Regions from separate parts of the Zea mays genome. Here all the other regions are linked to region 3. Evidence: chromatin contacts called from public Hi-C data. All regions are on one chromosome and are shown on one strand. The core of a region is the stretch at or near the end of the contact, and the rest is flanking DNA. Distances in the headings are between cores, read along the strand shown. Region 1 holds the start of LOC100382308 (HSP40/DnaJ peptide-binding protein). Region 2 holds the start of LOC103635334 (DUF679 domain membrane protein 7). Region 3 holds the start of LOC103635335 (Putative homeodomain-like transcription factor superfamily protein).

Evidence for each region. A called contact is a pair of places that touch in the nucleus more often than the background predicts.
Region 1: a Hi-C map of bundle sheath shows a contact between it and region 3, with 5 times the contacts expected there. The contact joins the promoter of LOC100382308 here to the promoter of LOC103635335 in region 3. A contact is called at or near these places in 14 of 25 Hi-C or Micro-C datasets (bundle sheath, ear, endosperm and 4 more) and 1 of 3 datasets of contacts at active chromatin or transcription factors (leaf).
Region 2: a contact with region 3 is called in a Hi-C map of endosperm, with 3 times the contacts expected there. The contact joins the promoter of LOC103635334 here to the promoter of LOC103635335 in region 3. A contact is called at or near these places in 2 of 25 Hi-C or Micro-C datasets (ear and endosperm).

What each region holds. Positions count from the first base shown.
Region 1 is chr8:70,208,373-70,211,072 of Zm-B73-REFERENCE-NAM-5.0, forward strand. It overlaps LOC100382308 (HSP40/DnaJ peptide-binding protein), which reads right to left and starts at 1,280. Exons shown (of 3, transcript NM_001175057.1): 1 at 1,014-1,280; 2 at 466-917; 3 at 1-123. The coding sequence starts at 1,178.
Region 2 is chr8:70,236,835-70,239,534 of Zm-B73-REFERENCE-NAM-5.0, forward strand. It overlaps LOC103635334 (DUF679 domain membrane protein 7), which reads left to right and starts at 1,442. Exons shown (of 1, transcript XM_008657814.4): 1 at 1,442-2,424. The coding sequence starts at 1,576. The coding sequence ends at 2,286.
Region 3 is chr8:70,379,275-70,381,974 of Zm-B73-REFERENCE-NAM-5.0, forward strand. LOC103635335 (Putative homeodomain-like transcription factor superfamily protein) reads left to right here and starts at 1,388. Exons shown (of 18, transcript XM_008657816.3): 1 at 1,388-2,356; 2 at 2,460-2,700. The coding sequence starts at 2,173.

The DNA.
Region 1 (2,700 bases), core at 30-2,529, 170 kb before region 3:
ACGAGGTCCGCCGGGATCGTGTGGGGCGTCTCATTGCCCTTCTCCGGGAACGTGATCTTGGTGCCCTTCTTCCACCCGGGCTTCACGTCGATCGTTAGGATCTCTTCCACTGGCATCGTCTTCCTGCACACACACAGGGTAGCAGTGGTCAGTACACAAGCTGCAAATGGAGCTCAGCTCTCTTTTTTTAATGGGTTCTGGAGCTAGCTCACGAGCCAAACAAGTTGGCGCACCCAAATGGCCAAATACAAATAATTTAATTCAACCGAGTGAGCTACACATTGATGCAAGTTCAGCTTGAATTCAACAGCAGAAATTAACCAAGCATAAATCTGGCAGGGATCACTTCATCCAGTTAGCTCAAGCAATTTTAAGGCGTCGCCGGTTCAATTTCAAATACTATTAACTAAGAACAGTAAATAAACGATGCTGGGACCGAGATGAGAAGAGAGAGCAGGCACTTACCCACTGGCGTCAGCAATTTCCCTGGAAATCTTCATCTTCTTGGTGGTGCCCTTGTACAGCTCCTCCAGGCTGCACGGCAGCTTCCGCTCGATGGCCGGCGCCTTCACGGCACGTCCGCCGGTGTGCATGCCGTGCCCGTCCGGGCCGCCGCCGCCGAACGCAGAGCCGAACATATCGTCCCCGAAAATGGACGAGGAGAACCTCGACCCGCCGGCCCGCATGCCGGGCATCCCACTCCCGCCCATGCCGCCGAAGGGGCTGGAGCCGCCGAAGAACTCGGCGAAGATGTCATCCGCGTTGCGCGGGTTAAACCGGAACACCGTCGGCCCGTCGCCGCCGGTGGAGAAGAAGGTTGAGCCCGCCCCGCCGGCGCCCGGCGGCGGCACCTGCCCCTTGAGCCCCTCCTCGCCGTACTGGTCGTACACCGCGCGCTTCTGCGGGTCGCTGAGGACCTGCACGGCGACAACATAGAGCAAGAGCGGGTCACGACATTCGCTCGATTGGGCAGTGAGTCCGGCATGGATTTCTCCGGACGCACGCACACTTACATCGTATGCCTCCGAGATCTGCTTGAACTTGTTCTCGGCCTCCTTCTTGTTATTGGGGTTCTTGTCGGGGTGCCACTTCATGGCGAGCTTGCGGTAGGCCTTCTTGAGGTCGTCGTCGGTGGCGCCCTTGTCGACGCCCAGGATCTTGTAGTAGTCAAGCCCCATGGCTGCTGCTTTGCTTGCTTCCTTCCTTCCTTCCTTCGCGCTTCGCCGCTTTGGTTGGCGTGCCCGCGCTCGTTTGGGCGTTTTCACTGTCCTTGCGAGTTGCGACTCGGTGAGGTTTGTTTGGTACGGGGGAGGAGACGGGAGGAGACAAAAGGGGAAGTGAGAAGCGTCTGGATAGAGGAGGCCTGGAGGCGACGAGCCCGGTCTGGCGACGAGTGCGGAAGCTTCTGGAAGGGGCAGGAGCTCCCACGACTCTTCAAGTGACGTGAGACGGATGTGCACACTGCACAGACAGCTTCGGCGCCGTTTGGATCCAATGGGATACTGAAAATCCAGTTCAAAATATCTCATACAGATTCAATAGATTTTAACTGCTACAGTAGTACTACTAGTGTATGGCGCCCGCCCATGCCTGGGTATCGATCCGTTTAGCAGCATAGTATAATGTATAATGATTGTATATATGTTTGAGAGTAAATAAACATATAAGAGCAAAGCAAAGGAAACCAGGTTCCAGTGTTTGAAGTAGTTGTAAGATAAAAGGGTGTATTATAAGTTGTAACAATATTATATTGTTTCAAGCAAGTTGTACATATACATACACATTTCATAATATAAGAGATAGTTCAGTAAACTATTTATAGTTTTGAACATATGGTTTTTCTCACATTTTATGACACATTTTTTCAGTGCAAACATATAGAAGGGAAACATCGATGAGTTTAACATTTTATCTGCATATATGTCCATTTATAGTTTTGAAGAAAATGAACATATATTATAGGCAGAACATACTTCAATTGCAAGTGGTTGCACATGTATACTTAGGTCATAAAGGTATACCTTTTGCTAGATCTGAACATTAAAAATCAATGTTAATCACTTTTAAGTATGCAACATACCTTAACATAACTATGCTTCTGTAAATCAATAAATACTTCACATGAATCCTCGCAGTTTATAGTATAAAACACAATGTGTTTGCTGCTCTTTCGGCAGTTTTCATTAATAAACAACTGAAAAAAGCATCATGAGCATGAAAACTTTCTGTAGAGTTACTGAAGTGACATATTAAAAAGTATAACTATTTCTAGAGAAGAATATGCAACTTCATTTTAAGAGATGCAATGCTAAGTATAACAATGTCAAACTTGTCAAGAAATTCTCCATCAATTAATCATGGATCACCTGAAGAAAACAACAAATCAAGATACTCAGAAGTATCAAAACAGTTAGGAATCCTTAGCAATATAATAATATGGTAACAACTTATATTATTGTACCTAAGCTTGTAGAATTCTGGAGCAACTGCGCAACTTATTAGTTAGTACTAAGAAAACATCATGTAGTCACTTAAGGTTTTTGTTCTTAGAAAAAAATTATTAACAACCACCATGAGTATTAAATGCACATTAACGTAGAATATCCCCTTAGTATAAGAAAGTAGGATCACGACAATTCAAGAATGGGAGGAAGAAAATCCTTCTTACCTGAGATTGAGTAGCCTAGATTTGATCCCGCT
Region 2 (2,700 bases), core at 192-2,691, 140 kb before region 3:
TCGCACGTCACACTTGGATTTCTACCTTCTGTCAAGCCGAAGATACAGATATAATTTGATATTGTTACTGTTTATTCATGATTATTCAACGAGAATATAAATAATCTAATGATTTAATATGATTATTCATATTCTTTATGTGGAACGCATGCTTCTGTGTTTACATTACATATTGGATTGATGAAGGTATTACCTTCATGACCTTCGTCGGAAGATCATTATATCCTGAGGGAGATAATGCTTCGGAAGATGAAGGCCTCTAACCATTAACATTTATGTTGTCTTGTTCTTAACTCATAGCATTTGAGAACAAGTTCCCAACATTGACGCACACCTCCGGTGAACTCATTCGACCACTTTTGGCAAACTGTGACATTCGTCATGCCGCCGAAGAAAGCTTTAGCGCTGGGGCTGCATTGCAGCCACTGGACGTCAACCAAGAAACACTGCATGAAGCTAGAAGCCAAAAAGGAAGGCTACAAGTCTAACGCCTCAGGAGGAGGAGTTGGACAAAGAAATAAGGGACCTCGAAACCATCCATCAACAGGTCCAGAGGAAGAAGGAGAAGATGATTCATTTTTCTGATCTTCAGAAGAAGATCGATGAGGCTGCTGAGGAAATGCGGCATCTCACTCAAGATGACCAGGATCGAAGACGTAAACGCAGAGAGGTTTGTCAGGATAGTCTCCACTATACAAGCCACCTCAGCTTCTAATGTCTGTCTAGATTCTCACGCCGGGATTATAAGTATCTTGTGGAACCAAACACGGCCTTGATAACGTGAAGAGCTAGATTTTAAAAATCCGTTGAGATCCAAAGAGGGCAGTTTGTGGTATGAATTCCGCCAGCTCGCTCCGTCTGTTCATCCTCTCATCTTCCCCCCTCTCGCAGTCTCGCTACACCCCAGGAGTGAACAGTCTCAGAGTCCGAGCAGGAACGAGCCCGGCGAAACGGCGGCATAGTACTTCCTACATCTACGTATAAAAAAACAATTCTCACTTCGTATGACAGTTGTCCATTAGTGTTAACGGAAAATACCGATAGTGTAATACTATACTTTAATGTTTTAAATTAATTAAAGTATGGTTAAACTTTGTATTGTAATTGCACTTACCCCGTTTGGATCTTTAATGTCAAGTGGCGATCTGAACGGATGTACCCACCACGCGGCCCCCTTCCGTCACTCAACCTACTGTCGCAAGCTTGACGACGGGCTGGAGTGCATCCGGAAGCAAAGCCACGGCCGAATTGCTCCGCAAAAACACCAGCCCCGTTCGGCCGTTTCTCGTGTAAGCAACCACAAGCTCCCCCGATTTGTTTGTTGATGGGCCTCCCGGGGTTCCTGTAACTTGCAAGCCAAGTGCCGATCAGAACGAAATGGCTGGCTGACACGTCGGCGCAGGCGAACCCGTCATGCACTGCACGCGTTCTCGTTCCCGCGGCCTTTAAATCCCCCGGACGTTCCATGGGCGGCGGCAAAGGCTAATTAACTGGCCGCGCCATCGGTTACATGCGCGCGCCATTATCGCCGGTCGATCACCGAGGAGGCGAAGACGATCTGGTGCGGACGGGTCGATGGCGGCGGCGACAACGACACAGCGGCATGACGACGACAACAACGACGTGGAGTCTCAGCGGGAGCACGATGACGACGGTAGTAGCAGCCGCCGTGAGCAGCAAGAGCAGCGGCGGCCTCTGCTGGTGAAGCGGCGCTCCCTGGCGGACGACGGCGGCGGGATGAGCCCGGTGCAGCGGGCCATCAGCCAGACGTACCAGAGCACGGCGCACCTGGCGAAGCTGCTGCCGACGGGCACCGTGCTGGCGTTCCAGCTGCTGTCCCCGGTGGTGACGGCGCAGGGCCACTGCGTGCGCGCTAACCGCGCCATGGCCGGCGCTCTCCTGGCGCTCTGCGCGCTGTCCTGCTTCGCGCTCAGCTTCACCGACAGCTTCCGGGACGCCGCCACGGGGGCCGTCCGCTACGGCTTCGCCACCCCGTGGGGGATCTGGGCCATCGACGGCGGCGCGCCGCCGGACGACCCGCGCGCCGCGGCCGCGTACCGGGTCCGGTTCCTCGACCTGGTGCACGCCGTGGTGTCCGTCTTGATCTTCGCCGCCGTCGCGCTGCTCGACCAGAACCTCGTGGCGTGCTTCTACCCCGTGCCGTCGGAGGACGCGAAGCAGGTGCTCACCGTGCTGCCCGTCGCCATCGGCGTCGTCGGGAGCATGCTGTTCGTCACCTTCCCGACCACCCGCCACGGCATCGGGTTTCCGCTATCACAGCGCTAATTCAGTAACTTACTGCCAGGAGGATGGATTCATGGCTAACGCTACCTGATTGTAACTTATATTATCAACAGATGGTTGTTTTCGTATACTTCATTCATGCTACAACTTGATGAGCTTGAAATGCACTACTTGTTTGTACTCTTGATGAATTCTGGGTCGCTAGCATGCGTGTAGGTTGCAGGGCAAACGGGTAAACCACGCCAAAATAGCAAGAAACGAGCTGATGCTTGCAAGTAAACCAAGGTTAATTGGATGAGGGGCACCTCAGGAGAGGATAAGTGTTTAGATAGGATACTCTCGTAACACACTAAACACACGCCGCTGCTATTCCAATGGCACGGCGAGCTTTTCGTGAGCGCGCAGAAAAGGAACGAGGCATAGCCGCATAGGGCCGGAAACGAGCCGACATGAGTA
Region 3 (2,700 bases), core at 138-2,637:
CTCCGACTATGGCTCTTTGCCGGAGCCATCCCAAATGACGTCCCAGTAAACAGCTCCGTGTAGGGAGTGGGAGCCGGTTTACACGACAGAGCCGGAGCCCAGGAAAACCGGCTCCGCACCGCTCGACGCTCTCTCTCCCATGCCTCCTCTCTCTCCGGCGCTATCTGTTAGGGCTTTGTAGCAAGTTGCTATGTAGCAAGTACTGGCAAGTAGCAACAAATAATAGATTATCTACTGGCAAGTATTATACGTTGCAGTTCTCTATCAGAAAGAGTTTCAGTTAGTTGTTTGATATAATACAGTTTCACTACATATTTTTTCACCGTAACATTCTTTTGTTGTAACAATGTTCTATAAAATATTTTTTCATCATAACCTTTTGTCTCATATATAAAATTACAAAATGCAAGAGGAACCATTTTACCAGACGATTTGCAAAAAGACACTAGCATCTGTGGAGGAGCTACTCCTCCAGAGAAGTCGGAGTCGAAGCCCTGCCAAACTAACCTTACACATTACCTAAAAAATAAACACTTGAAATATGCCATGGAGTACTTACCTCACCCATGTGAGAGCTTTGTGCTTAGTCGTAGCACACCACTCCTAGTCTCCTCCTACATACAGTCATGACATAGTTCCAAATCCCGCTCGATAATCGTCTGTCACCGTAAAAATGGACATGGGGATAATTTTCGAAAATTTTGTTTTAAAAAATTGAAGTAAAAATCATAAAAATGGAAAAATCTATTAAAATCCTACCATTTTTTAAAAACTAATAAAAAATTTCTGGTAGTAAATCACTGGAAACCGCTCGAAATTCATCGAAAACCCTTCGAGAATAGCATTTTTTGTTTTTTTAATTATTAAATTGGAATCCATTTGAGATCTACAAAAGTCGGTAAAATTTGAGTGTTTTTTCGATTTCACTCGTCATCGAGATTGGGTGTGAAACAATATAGTAAACCCTGAGTCACGATCGTGAAAAGTAAGGGGATGTTTGGTTTGGGGAATAACTCCCTTCAATATGAGGTGGTGCAGTCCATTCTTTAAATTTGGTAGTATAATCTTATTTCACCGTCTTTTCATTTCTCACTCTTTTTTGTTTGGGTTTAGAATGGAATGAATTGATCTATCATCACCTTATTTCTCATAATTAGTTAGTTAGTAGTAACACTTCATAAGACCTTATTCGATTGTTCCTATCACATATGAATTGAGTGAGATTGAAAAAAATTATATATTTTTTAAACTTGTTTAGAATTTAAATCACCTAATTCACTCAATCCACATAGATTGGAAGCACCACTTCGACCTGCCTCGGGTGCACGGCTGGCCAGACCCGCAGACCATCGAGCGCAGACTCGTCCACCGGTCGAGCTTGGGGCTCGGGCACCATTTGGTACGCGAAGCGCGGCCACCCACCGGGCCCCGCCTCCGTAGGCCACAAACATTCCGCGCCCCAGGCCACAGAAGATCCGCCAAACTGTTCTACGATCTCATCGCACGAACGAGGAAGGCCCGCAACCACAGCCAACCTATGAACCCCACCCGCCGCGAGATTCACAACGCGCACGCAAGAAATCCACACCGCACCAAGAACAGATCCACATCGCCCCCCCTTTCTTTCCTGGGCTGCTGACCCTGACTCCTCCCTCCGCATAGAGGGAAAAAAGGAATACCAGGCAGCGCAGGCGCGCGGAACGGAAGAGCACCAAACGCCAGCAGCAGCAGCAGCGAGGCAAAATAATAAAAAGTCGGAGGCATCAAATCCAAAAGGTTTTTATTAGCATGGAAGCGAAATCCAAACCCCTGACCAATTCGGGCCGAGCAGCAGGCGGAGGAGGAGTTGCATCCGTGGCCTCCCGTGTTGCTCCTCCTCGCGCCCGCGTCCCTATTACTTCTCCGCGTCCGTGCTGGGGCGCGGCGCGCCCACCGATCCTGTTCTACCTCGCGTCTGCGCTGCGACGTTACCTGCTGCTGTCGCCCGTCGGTGGTGGAATTCGTCGCGCGGATCGAGCCGCGGGCTCGATTCGGGCTTGGCGCCTCTGTATATATGTCGGAATTCGCCGTAGCGTGTGATTAGGTTTTGTTGTTCTTCTGTGTCGGCCTGGTCTTCGCGTGTTGTGTTTTGTTGTCTGGCGGAGGCGAATCTAGGGTAACGGTCAGTCGGGAATGGAGTCCTCCGACGACGGGGGCTCCGGGCCGGCGGCAGGGAGTCCCGGCCCTCCGTCGGCCCCCGCAGCCGTTGGCGGTGCGAGTAGCGCTCCTGGCGCGTCTGGATCCGGCGGGAAGCCGCCGGTGAAGCGCGTCATGAAGACGCCCTACCAGCTGGAGGTCCTCGAGAGGACGTACGCAGGTTCGTCGGCTATTGATGATTCTGAAACGTTTTGATGGTTTGTTTTTGCGAGCTTTTGATCGAACTGTGCGTGTGGTTTTCATGGGGATTCTGTTTTGCGCAGAGGACTCGTATCCCAACGAGACGAAGCGGGCGGAGCTGTCGGTGCAGTTGAACCTCACAGACAGGCAGCTTCAGATGTGGTTCTGCCACCGCCGGCTCAAGGACCGGAAACCGCCGGCCAAGAGGCAGCTAAGGGACGAGGAGGTTAGCGTCCCAGTCATAGGGCCGCCGCCACCTGTGCTTCCGCCTCCATTGCCTCCCAGCGAGATGATGGTGGGGACTGTCGGAACCTATGGTGAGCA